2 separate regions of the Mus musculus genome follow, and region 2 is linked to region 1. The links are chromatin contacts, called in public promoter capture Hi-C maps. All regions are on one chromosome and are shown on one strand. The core of a region is the stretch at or near the end of the contact, and the rest is flanking DNA. Distances in the headings are between cores, read along the strand shown. Region 1 holds the start of Myh3 (myosin, heavy polypeptide 3, skeletal muscle, embryonic). Region 2 holds the start of Myh4 (myosin, heavy polypeptide 4, skeletal muscle).

Evidence for each region. Capture Hi-C pulls out chosen DNA fragments and counts their contacts.
Region 2: a promoter capture Hi-C map of adipose tissue shows a contact between it and region 1. The contact joins the promoter of Myh4 here to the promoter of Myh3 in region 1. A contact is called at or near these places in 1 of 484 Hi-C or Micro-C datasets (visceral endoderm) and 1 of 9 other capture datasets (adipose tissue).

Annotation. Positions count from the first base shown.
Region 1 is chr11:67,076,629-67,079,909 of GRCm38.p6, forward strand. It overlaps Myh3 (myosin, heavy polypeptide 3, skeletal muscle, embryonic), which reads left to right and starts at 1,672. Exons shown (of 41, transcript NM_001099635.1): 1 at 1,672-1,696; 2 at 2,511-2,521.
Region 2 is chr11:67,236,365-67,239,645 of GRCm38.p6, forward strand. Myh4 (myosin, heavy polypeptide 4, skeletal muscle) reads left to right here and starts at 1,448. Exons shown (of 40, transcript NM_010855.3): 1 at 1,448-1,469; 2 at 1,667-1,715. It overlaps Myhas (myosin heavy chain gene antisense RNA), which reads right to left and starts at 917. Exons shown (of 2, transcript NR_146138.1): 1 at 653-917.

The DNA of each region.
Region 1 (3,281 bases), core at 422-2,921:
TGTCCTGGGGGTGGGGGGTGGGGTCTGTCGACATCTGTTCCCTTGGTGATGCCTAGATGACCCATGTCTCTTTTGCCCACGCATGTCTTCACGGGATCTGAACAGAAGAGACTATGGAAGCTTGAGACAATGTGCCACTGGGCAAGAAACTCAGAGCCAGGAGATTATACTCTTCCAGGTGATGGGTGGACACTTCAGGACGAATGGTGCTAGAAGGAAGAGGGACATTTCAGTCCAAACTAGAGCAAGAGGAGCAATGAGAAGATGTGACTTCACTGTGGCCTGATGTCTAGCTAACCACAGGCATCAGAGAGCCTCAGCGTGGCCTCTCTGCTATGAAATTGCCTAAATCTTGGAAGGGAATGTGTGAAGGCTGTATGACTCATTGCCCACAAAATGGTTTATGTTGGGGAAAGACTATCTTCCGATTCCACTCTGCCTTTTTGAAGAGTCCTCAATAGGAAAGAACATACAGAGGATGTTTAATAATGGTCCCTATGGCCGGGCGGTGGTGGTGCATGCCTTTAATCCCAGTACTTGGGAGGCAGAGGCAGGCAGATTTCTGAGTTCGAGGTCAGCCTGGTCTACAAAGTGAGTTCCAGGACAGCCAGGGATACACAGAGAAACCCTGTCTCGAAAAAAATAATGGTCCCTATGAAGACTTTGGTCCTGCTTTCTCCCTTCTTCCCTTACCAGTGTATGGGTAGGCTGTAAGAGGACAGTCCATATTCTCAAATGGGATGTATTGGCATGAAGTTCTCTATTAAATGAACAACCATGACCCCATACAACTCAGACCCTCACCACAAAGACTGGACCAGGAAAGAGAGGAATGGAAATGGACAAAAATGTCAACTGTACCTTAATTCTCTTGTTAAGGTTTAATTTTCCAGTCCTGATTTAGAAATGACAGCATCTGTTAGGCGATACCCATCCCCCCTTTCTCTTCAGGCCACTACCGTTCCCCTCGCCCCCTATCTAGGCTGGCAGCTGGCCTTTCCTAATTGGTAATATGTCTTGATAACCACAGGCCCCTAAGCAGCTGTCACTGTGAACATGGGCTGGTGGCATAGCTCCCTGTCATTTACTTGCTTGTTGGTCCTGCTAGTGCTTAAGAAAGGATTAAGTAAATAATTATAGTAATGAGACAGAAAGTAATGAGGGGAAGGAGAGAGATGGAGAAGGAGAAAAAAAAAACTATAATCCAACTGCACAAGTTTTACAGAGTTTGGCTCATAACCGTGAGGGGACTTCAACAAGTTCAATTCTACTTTATCTTCGATGAGCTTTCTAAGCAAATAGCACAACTGTGTGTCCCCTGTTCCCAAGTGGTAGTGGCTTCAGCTGATTTCAGGGTGGGATGGCCTGCAGGATGGAGCCAGGTAGGGGCTCCTAAAGCAAAGGAGATCCCATTGTGCTAGGTGGAGAAGCTACAGCCCTGAGTTCACAGAGCAAGGCATCTCAAATTCCCAGCTTTCTACAGTTGGAAAAAATGGTTTCGGACCCTGCTCATTTCTATATATACTTTTCCCTTGGCAACGGCGAAAAATACGTGTGGAGGGGGCCAGTTCTCAGCCTGTGGTGTCAGTCATTCTCTTTCCAAATATAGAGGAAGAATGAGCCCAGGGGGTTAGTGGTGGCCTATAAAAGCCCAGGGGGCAGCTCTCCTCTATGCTTCTCTCTGTCACAGTCAGAGGTAAGTCTTACACTTTCCTAGTATCTCTGTGGCATTTACTGCTTCTAGACCTGATTCGGCCACTGCCCTGGACTGTGGCCCTCCCTGGCTTTGTTATAGCAGGCAAGCCTCTTTTCTCTTCTCAAGGCGTTCTCAAGGAATACAGTAGAGTGAGATGCGAGACCCAAGAGCCCAGCATCCCACTGCCTCTAGCAGATCATCGAAGCTGGGGTCCTGCCCACCCTTTCTTTTCTCTGCTTGGGAAGGATCCTGTTGGACAGGCATGGGCCTGTCCACCATGGCTCCATGTTCTCCTGTTGCCTCTCTGATCCACAGAATGAACAGGGGACTCTGTGTTTCCTACCTGGACGCTATACCTGCTGGGTGTTTAGTGGCCTCAAGACTACATGTTTGCTTAACAGGTTTAAATTAGCCAATCTCAGCATCGTCTCCATTTTCAGATAACCAGGAGGCCTGTCCCCACCCGCTAACAGAAGCTTTTATTGGCAGGGACTCAGTCCATTTAGAATCCCTGCCCTGTTCACAATGAAGGATCTTGCAGTCTGAAGAAATTGTCAGAGTGGGCTGGAGGAGCCAACCTGCCAGGCAGTTGGTAGTTATGCCTAGCTGTAGACTATGATCTGTCTGCAGTCCTAGGGCTTGCCTCAGAGCTAAGGATCTTTCTGACTGTCTAGTCCTTTGTGTGTCTTAGTTGAGCCTCACCAAGGTCTGGTTCGTCACAGAAGCAGACATCACGGTGGCCACTAAACTCTGTGTGCATGCTCTTGCAGGTCCCATACGTCCACAACTGCTGCTGCTCTCTGCTGTCCTGCAGGTGTGACTCAGGTGAGCATTGGGGCCACATCCCAGAGCTTCAGGAAGTCTTCAGGTAAACCCAGATCACCCATTGCCCCCTCATGCCTGTGCCCCCGAGGAGTTACAGAGCTTAACGGAGAAGTGCAGGCTTCATCCTCAGGGGTGCGGCTAGAGGTTCCCATCTATTCTCTATGGTGGTTTGTTGTTCCTTTGTTTTTTGAGACAGGATCTCACTGTGTAGCCCCAGATGGCATTGAACTCTCTAGGTAGACCAGGCTGGCTTCAGACTCACAGAGATCCACCTGTCGCAGCCTCCGAAGTTCTGGGACTAAAGGCATAGACCACCATGCCTGGCCTTCAGTCTATTCTTAGCATGGGAGGCAGAAACCATGTCGATTCAAAACAGTTCAAAGCTGTCTCTGCCATTTTCTGCTTAGTATTCTCTCTTTAAGGAATTCTTTTACCTTTTTTTTTTCATGGAATGCCTTTACTTCTTTTTTTTTTTTCATGGTATTTAATTTTGAATGTTCTGTTTGCTCTACCCGTGCTTCTCAGAAAAGGAAGACATAGTGTCAAAAGTGGCATTTCAAAGGCCCCTTCACCAGGCTGAAAGAATGGAGATGCTTGGAGTAAATAGATTCTGTCTAAGCCCGTGGCATTCATTAGCAACTCAACAAATATGAGCGGATTATATTCCCAGTGCTGAACCCTTGTGTGAAGCGCCACTGGGCATGGAGCAGGCCAGACCTCCTTGACCCCGTCTGAGAGGCTTCCATTCATTGCAGGGTGG
Region 2 (3,281 bases), core at 198-2,697, 160 kb after region 1:
TCTCTGGGGTTCTCAAGATTGTAACTGATTAACGGTCTGATGATGAGGTCCGTAGTCAGTCTCTTTTAGCTACTAATGCACAAGTGAGCTCTCTGCCTCATTCAAACTTTCTTCTTTCATCTCTCAGATCTAGATGCTTTAAATAAATAATTATTACGCCTATAATAGTGATAGCTTGTAAAAGGGGTGACAAAATGAGTTGTGAAAATCTTAGAGGGTCAGAACACTTTTCTTTCCGGCTTTGAGCCTAACACTTGGGGTAAATCACTCACTCAGTGTGGGTGGCTGCCATGGAGGGTAACCTATTGTGTAGCATTACATGCAATGACAATTTAAAAGTATAAAAGATTTTACCTGCCAGCCTGTGAAAGACAAGTTCACCTGATAGAATTATAAAGCAACCATCTACTGAATTTAGCAATTTAAGTCAGGAGAACAGTGGTTGAAAATATCAGGCCAGATCACAGGGACAGTTAGAGTAGATTTCCTGTCATATTCAGCAACAGCTGTGCCTGTATCAAGTTAGTCAAATCCAACTCGGCCTTTCAAGGGCACCGTGGAGGCCGATCCACCCACCTTCTCTGTCCATGGGGAGAGTTTTGTGGACAGCATGCCTTTCCTCCCACCTTAAGTAAAAGTGTGTAGCACCCACCTCATTGGCGTCACCGCTAGCCTTGAGCCTTTGCCTGTACCCTAGGAAATCTTGTCTGTATCTCCTTCCGTGATGCAGCAGAAACACTCATGGGTATCACACAGCAGTCTGTTGCCCCTGCAGTGCACGAGGGAGACGTCTATGACAAACCCTCCAGAAACGGGCCAGACAAGTTCATCTCTGTCCTGACTCCCTCTCCTCTTACTACCAACCCCTTCCACTGCCTAATCTGAGAATTCACTTTCTTCCTCATGGTTAGACCTTCAGACTTTAGAAGAATCTATCACCAGTCTTTCTAAAACTCCAGCCCTTGCCTAAGAATTTTTATCTTAATATCTGTCACTCGGTGCTTCCAGTCACAGTGTCAGATCTAAAGTTCACTCCAGACTCCGTAATGGCTCTAAGCACTAGCAGATTAATTAGTCCCACTCGCCCCACACCGGGCTCGTTCCTGTGGAAACAGCTTTATAGGCACGAGAGTGAGTAGGGACCTGGCTTTGAATTCTGTGATGAATGATACAACACCCAAGCCGGGAGAAACAGCCTCCAAAAACCCTGGATCTCCATTCCCTATCAGATGCTTATAAAGAACCCTAGATCATCCCCTGTCAAATTATTTATAGATGACAAGAAATATTTCTAATTATATCCATTCACAGCCACAGTCAGTGAATATTGTGTAAAGAGATTGCCAAAAATGGTTTTGCCAAGTAGGTCCGCAGCTAGGACAGCTGAGGTGGCTGCTGTGTTTGCAGAACAGCCTCTATAAAAGTGAAGCTGGGGTGCCTCTGTCCTGTCCTTCCTCAAACCCTTAAAGGTAGGTATGTGTAGCAGAGCACTTGGCTAGCTGTGCACTCCTGATGGGAGCGGGTGCTCATGTGAGGGAGATGACTGTTCCTTCCCAAACTCTAAGTAATGTCGGCATCCCTGAGAGAGGCATTGCACACAATATAGCTCTAGGACTTTGTCATATAATGGGGGGAAATACCCAGCATCTCTTTTTTCTTTCAACAGTACTTGTCTGACTCAAGCCTGCCTCCTTCTTCATCTGGTAACACAAGAGGTAAGAGAAATTTATTATTACCTTCCAGAGAACAAAGGGCTCTCGCTATTGTTAAGTTTTAATGAGTAACTGTTTTATTTTCTACCTTATTATTGGGCATAGGAGCAACTGGTCTTCATAAGTAGCTTCTCATGAAACTTTGCCTTTTATTTTATTTTATTTTTTTATCTTTTTTTTAAACTTTGCCCTTTAAAGCCAAACAAATCTTTATGCAATTAATTTAATCAAACAAAACTTTATGCAATTCCTCTTTTGCATTTTGTTGGGAGAAGGCAACCCTCATGTATATTTAATATATGTAGAAAAAAAAACAACGTTGCACCAGAAGTCAAAATTCCTGGGTGCCAACCTAGGCTTTTCACCAATTCAACTCCTTGGGTCACGCCAGCTAGCTTTTACGTGTCTTCAAACATGTGTGTTGCAAGAGCATTAACACTAGACGTGGACTTAGACAGCCGGGCTCATAGCTCGTCACTGCCTTTTACCACCTCGGTGACCCTGAATGACCCTTTACCTTGCTGAACCTTAGTTTCCTCATCAGTAAAATCAGAAGGGCAGATTCAAGTCGGCTGCTAATGTCCCTCTGGCTCTTGTTGTCTAAGATCTAAGTCAGTGGTTGCCAACGACTCTTCCATCAATCAAAACGCTCAGTGGGTCTCCTGTCTTCTGCATGAGGAGATGTACATGAAGAACATATAAATGAAGAAAACTTGCTATGTATTTAAGCAAGTTCATAGTCAATATATTAGGTAATATCAATGTAGAAAAAGTAGCAAATCTATTGCTTCCAAGGGAATAAATGTTGCTTGTTGACACTGGAGGTGATACCACTGTGTGAATAGAGCCCAACACCACACAACAAAGTCCCTTGAAGGCGAGTGGCCTAAAGGTGACAAAGGACTGCTGAGGCAAGAGCAGAGAGTTAGTGTCCTTCCTGTGCCCCAGGATCTACTGCATAACAGCAATCACTAAGGCAGAGTAATCGATTCAAAAGTGCTTCACTTAAAACCCCACAAACAAGGTCATGGAATAGTGTTTGAAGGGAAAATGCTAACACCAATGTTTCAATATCTGTCCCTTGAAAACAGTTCTCAATTTCCACATCTCCCCATAAGACATTTGTTGATTCTAAGCTACAGCATGGGGAAATTTTTGTATCTATTTTGAGAAGAGATGCACTGATTCTAACAGTAGACTGAGATGTTTTATGGAAAGTCTATGAAAGATTAGAGCCTTTGTCATCACCATCAGTCACTAGCACCTGCATGCTCTTCCGGACTGCTCCTCTTCCACTCCAGAGGTCACCAGCTCTTACTCCGGCCAGAGAGGGAGTTATTTTATCTGACCAGGATTTGTCAGTTGGAAAAAAAAAGTTGTGAATTGGTTTCAGTTTGAAACCTCATAGTGGCTATCAGTTTCAGGAGAGAAATTAGAAAGGTGATGTTTTCAAAGAGAGAGGGTAAGAGAGAGGGAGGCCATAAGCCTGACGCAGTAAGGACCGGGCAGAAACAAGGGGTTGGGGGAGGCTGAAACAAGGGGTTGGGGGAGGCTGAAGCCAGTATAAAC